2 separate regions of the Ovis aries genome follow, and region 2 is linked to region 1. Evidence: chromatin contacts called from public Hi-C data. All regions are on one chromosome and are shown on one strand. Each heading gives the region's core, a stretch centred on a gene start, on an enhancer-like site or on the middle of the called end of the contact. The rest is flanking DNA. Distances are from core to core; before and after follow the strand shown. Region 1 overlaps DAB1 (DAB adaptor protein 1). Region 2 overlaps DAB1 (DAB adaptor protein 1).

Region 1 (2,700 bases), core at 192-2,691:
GTTCACAGACTGCTCCAAAGGTCAAGTTTGGCTAAAGCACATGATAACACTTTTAAGACAAAAATCTCAAGGGTAAACATCATGCTCTTATCTGCTGTCACCATTGAGACTGGCTGGGTCAGGTCTGTAATTTCAGGAAGATGGGCTTTACAATTACAAACTCCCTATGGCTCGTGTTTCCTAACCAGGCACGTGTTTTATCATCAGTTTGTGCTGGGAGCATATTCCAGGGTTTTCACAGCACATTGGCAATCACTCCCGCCTCCTGTGACCATGAGAGTGTAAACCGTAGATAATGTCATCATTAAACACATAAATCCATGCCATTTGTGTGTCATTCACTTCATCCTCATTCATCATCCCTTACGCTTTCAGAACGGCCGTGCGTTTGAGGATTTTGACGAGCGGTTTGCCGCAGCCACCCCGGTAAGCACCAAGAGGGCCCAGCCTGGTTAACGGTTTCGAGTCATTGTCCCATCACTCATTTCATGCTCATAAGTCATGCCTTGTGGTTACAGAACAGAAACCTGCCGATGGACTTTGACGAGATTTTTGAGGCAACAAAGGTAAGGGCTCCGTGGTTTTGTGAAGCGAGGGTTGTTCTGGTCATTCTTATCCGCTCTGTGCAGCCTCTCTCCTCAGTGCTCTGCTCTGGCGCCGACCTGTGCTGATGTTCAGAGACTCCTGGTGGGCCCCGCGGTGAGGGCGAAAAGTAGGAGCGTGTGTGTGTGTGTGTGAGAGAGAGAGAGAGAGAAACAGTGTATGTTGGAGAGGAAATGACACCCCTTCATTTCATTCAGCAAACATTTTTCAATCTCCTAATGTGTCCCAGGGATTCTAATAGTTGCTAGAGATGCAGTGGAGAGGAGGACACAACCCTTATCCTCAGGGAGCTCAAAGTGTAACACAGTGTGGTATTGCATAGCATAGGAGAGGGCAGATGGGATTGGGAGAGAAGGCTAGGGTAGGATTGCCTAGTGGAGTGGAGTGTAACATATTATAGTGGAGATTCAGCACTGAACAGGAGCTGCTCAGTGCACCTATGGTGATAAAAACCAGTGTGGGTGAGGGAGAGGGGAGGCAATGGCACCCCACTCCAGTACTCTTGCCTGGAAAATCCCATGGATGGAGGAGCCTGGTAGGCTGCAGTCCATGGGGTTGCAAAGAGTCGGACACGACTGAGCGACTTCACTTTCACTTTTCACTTTCCTGCATTGGAGAAGGAAATGGCAACCCATTCCAGTGTTCTTGCCTGGAGAATCCCAGGGATGGGGGAGCCTGGTGGGCTGCCGTCAATGAGGTCACACAGAGTCGGACATGACTGAAGCGACTTAGCAGCAGCAGCAGCAGCACCTATGGAGATAAGACTGCTATTTGGTCCCCATCACCTGGAATAGAGGTGCTGGTTTGCAGCCAGTGTTTATTCAGATTGGTTAATACATTGGCGAGTGAATGTTGTCACTCCTGAGTACATGTGTTTGGGAAGTCTACAGGACAAGAGTTCTCAACCTGGGCTGCAAATTAGAATCATCAGGAATAATGTTTAACTTTGAGTTACTAAACTACCTCAAACCAACTAATTAAGAACCTCAAGGGGTGGGGACCAGGCATCCATACTTTTTCCTTGAGTGTGTGTGCCTAGTCGCTTAGTCGTGTCTGACTCTTTGCAACCCCATGGACTGAGACATTCCAGGCTCCTCTGTCCATGGGGATTCTCCAGGCAAGAATACTGGAGTGGGTTGCCATGCCCTCCTCCAGGGGATTTTCCCAACCCAGGAATCAAACCCAGGTCTCTCACATTACAGGCATATTCTTTACCAACTGAGCCACTGGGGATCCAAGGCTGACAATCCATCTAAGGGTCTCACGTAAGCTGTTTTGGGGCAGTGGGATAGGGTACAATTGAGTTAGAAAATACTTCCCAGGAAGAAATGAAGGTGTCTAGTTTGTGTCTCAAAAGATCGGTAGGAAAGGCAGTGGGGGAAGGTCTGAGTGTTCTGGTCAGAGGAGGAGCGTGTGCCAAGGCCCTGAGGTGGCCCCCTCCTTTCGTGACCCCTGGTGCTTCTCTAGTAACATGGTCCTCACTGTGTCTATAGGTCTGTCTTCCCATAGCACAGGCAGCTCATGAGACTCAGTGCGGGAAGATGCCTTATGCATCCCTGTGTCCCCTGCTTTCGGCACAGTAGCCGATGTACAGTAGGAACTACATGCTTGCCCTAAAGGAAGGAGCACCTAGTGCCGAAGCTGAGGGAGGGGGTCTATGTAAATGTGTACTCTGGTCAGTCATGGACGCTCTGCCTTCTTCAGTGGTGCTGTCAGAGCTTCTCTGCAGGAGGGGTCTAGGAGTCTACTTGCAAAGGTTTAGTGGAAAGAAGGACCAGGGGACTAATTATGAAACAGCAGCTATAGGGCATTCCCTATTGGAAAAGCATCACTGATTCATAACAGAGAGTGGCTTGGGAGGGGACAGGCCTGATTGAGATACTGAGGAGCTCCAATAGCCAAGCATCTCCTCATCCTTTGCACTGGCTTTGGCAGCTTCCAGGAGGATGCCCAGGACCTAGAGAAGGGGCAGAATCTGCCATCAACAACCACATCTTTACCTGAAGATGTCTGAAGGGCCAGGAAGGGGAAGGCAAGGAGGAGTCTTTGGTTGACCTTGGAGATGACTTCTTCAGAGGGACATGAATCATGGCAGGA
Region 2 (2,700 bases), core at 17-2,516, 170 kb before region 1:
GAATTGATGTGGTGAGTGAGGCAGAGACAAATGTCTAGGACGGTACCCCAGGAGTCTTGGGATCACTGGAAAATGAAACAGTTTGGGGCAATGAGAGAAATAAGATGGAAGTCAAGCCAAAGACCAGAAAGTAGCAAGGAGAAGCCAGGTAGATGTGAATAAAAGCACTGAGACTTTGAGTAAGTCACACACACGCTCACCCCGCTTTGATGATGACATCAGGCAAATGAGGTGTGAGAATATTTAAATAATGGCTCCCAGTGCTTCTTCTCTGGGTCATTATGAAACAGTGTCCAATTAGCTATGAGCCAAATTCTGATCTTGTTTTTTTCATTAATCAGGGACACTTTTTTTCTCTGTAAAGCCCCACTTATAATTTCTTTCTTTCTTCGTACCTTCTCTTATAGATCACAGACATTGAACCATTATCGTATGGTAGTGACTCATGATGAAAAATTCCATTTCAGAGTGTAAATGGTCAATGTGCCTAATTGAATAGGAATTCTAAATTAATTCTGAGGTGGATTATCAGTGAAATGGTTTGCCTGAGCAGTCTCTGCACTGTACTCAGGCACAGCACAGGGCCATAGGGCATGGCCTTTCCCTTTTTCACTCTGTTTGCTAAAGAGCCAGACAGACTTTGGGTGAAATCCCAGCTCAACCAATTATTGGGCAAGTAATTTTTGGCAATTTACTTAACCTCTTTGTTAGCCTTGCTTTTGTCTGCCTTACAGTGGGGATAAGAACATACATGTATGTCTTATATTTACAAAGTCTTCCCTGATTTCCCAAGCCTGGTTTATATGTGTCTCTGTTGTGTTCTCGCAGCACCCTAGACCTTCCTTGTCGTGGGCTTTTGCATGTTCATTTAGAATTATCCGAATATCTGTCACCCTTAGATGTCTGTGTTGTATATCGCTGTGTCCCTGGCTCCATCCTGAGTGTGCAGAATATAGTAGCTGCTCAGTAAAGACTGGCTGAGTTGAATTGAATAGTGTGTCTTTGAGAAGTTGCTTTGTCCTGCCCCTTTCATGTGCCTCTTAGTCATCTTCAGTCTCAGGAGGTGACCATGGAAAGATTCTTGCCCTACAGATTTTTATTAATAACAGTCCTTTGAATCCATTGACTGCTTCATTGTTCCCATAGCCCTTTTGTGTCTGGGACATCCCTGGCAGGTAGAGGGCTTGTGCAGCTGAAGGGGGCAGAGTGGAACTCAGCAGACAGGCACTAGGTCTCTATCATCACAGGTATGAAGTCAGGTCAGTTGAAGAGAGCTGCTCTCTGCACCCGAGCTGGCGTGACTCCACAGCCCTTGTTCTTTGGACTCTGTGTTCCCTCTCCTAATTCCTCTCTGTCTTGGGGTTTGCTCTTAGATGTATCTCCATCACTTTTCCTGCCAGTATTTTTTGCCACTTCTGTATTGGTTGCCTGAAAGAAGATGACATTCTACATATGATATAGGAAAATTTGCTCAACCTAAGGATTTAAAGATCAGAGACCCACCTCTTTCTTTAGAGATAAGCACAATCATTTTGATAACTTCAGTTGTTTTAGAAGTTGATCACTGATGTGCCAGGGTTAAACATGGAGGGAAACTTCTTCCTTTCTGTAGTTAATTTTGAACTTCTATCCTCAGCCCCCAAACTTTATTCAGAAATTAATGCTTTTATTCTTGACTCAGATGTTCCTTGTGGGTATTTCTGGGGCACTCTCCAGCCTTAACTTGGCAATCTCAAAGGACAGGATAGCAATTCTCAGGGGGATTGTCAGCCCTAAGGGAGGGGTGCTGTGTGAGCAGTGGCCACATGACCAGATTTCCTGGGAAATTTCTAGTTTTCAGTATGCTGTTGCACAAGCCATCAAGTCCATTGACACCTTTGGTACGTGCACTTTCCAGAATCACTTGGAATTTGCTGTGATGCATTATCATAAGATGTGTGGAGTTTCTTTACATTCTACCTTACTACAAAGATGATGTGAGTGGATTTATAGTGATACCTAATTATAAAGCATATTAGTTACATGACTAATATGAAAACAAGAGATAGTGGATAAAAATCATGCAGTAAGGTCCTGTTGTTTGGTGTGAGCTACAGTTGTGAGCTACAGTTGTGACAAACACAACCAGTTTTAATATTTATAGTGTCAGTTCAAAGCAGAGTTGGTCAGGGGAATCACAGAAGGTATGTGCTTCATTTAATGTGGCTGCACATTTGTAAATTCAACATGCAGTATGAGGTTTTTATACCACATGCACGCTAAGTTGCTTCAGTTGTGTCCCAACTCTTTGCAACTCTTTGGACTGTAGCCAGAGAGTCTGGAGCCAGGCTCCTCTGTCTATGGGATTCTTCAGGCAAAAATACTGGAGTGGGTTGCCATGCCCTCTTCCAGGGAAGTTTTTATACTATTGACTTAAAAATTGGAAAATGTGTATCCTGGGATCTTTCCAGATTGTACCTTTCTGGGTGGGAAAATGACAATAGCCATCAAAATTTGGCATTCCAATGCATAATGGAAATCAAACAGCCTTGAACTAACAATTTAGGAATTTTCTAGACCCACTCAATAGACAAATAGACTGTTATTCAATTATAGAACATATATTATTTCTTATGTAATTGAAAGAGAGTAATTTCCCAGCAAAGCATCCTAAGACTGCTGGCAAGACTTCATTTGGAACACAGATGTCTTTACATCACT

The links. Hi-C and Micro-C count contacts between places; a contact is called where the count stands out from the background.
Region 2: a Hi-C map of liver shows a contact between it and region 1, with 4 times the contacts expected there. The contact joins two enhancer-like sites. A contact is called at or near these places in 2 of 16 Hi-C or Micro-C datasets (liver and mixed tissues).

The regions. Positions count from the first base shown.
Region 1 is chr1:31,641,037-31,643,736 of ARS-UI_Ramb_v3.0, reverse strand. It overlaps DAB1 (DAB adaptor protein 1), which reads left to right. Exons shown (of 18, transcript XM_060409726.1): 12 at 376-426; 13 at 519-566. Among named protein-coding and RNA genes, the nearest start is that of C8B, 63 kb to the right of the region's middle. Within about 2 kb of position 1,441, at least 1 of the 54 cell types and tissues checked has an H3K27ac peak or open chromatin away from gene starts, as enhancers often do. A contact at or near this core is called in liver, where this site is marked.
Region 2 is chr1:31,807,852-31,810,551 of ARS-UI_Ramb_v3.0, reverse strand. The region is part of intron 4 of DAB1 (DAB adaptor protein 1); the gene reads left to right. Among named protein-coding and RNA genes, the nearest start is that of TRNAC-ACA, 47 kb to the left of the region's middle. Within about 2 kb of position 1,266, at least 1 of the 54 cell types and tissues checked has an H3K27ac peak or open chromatin away from gene starts, as enhancers often do. A contact at or near this core is called in liver, where this site is marked.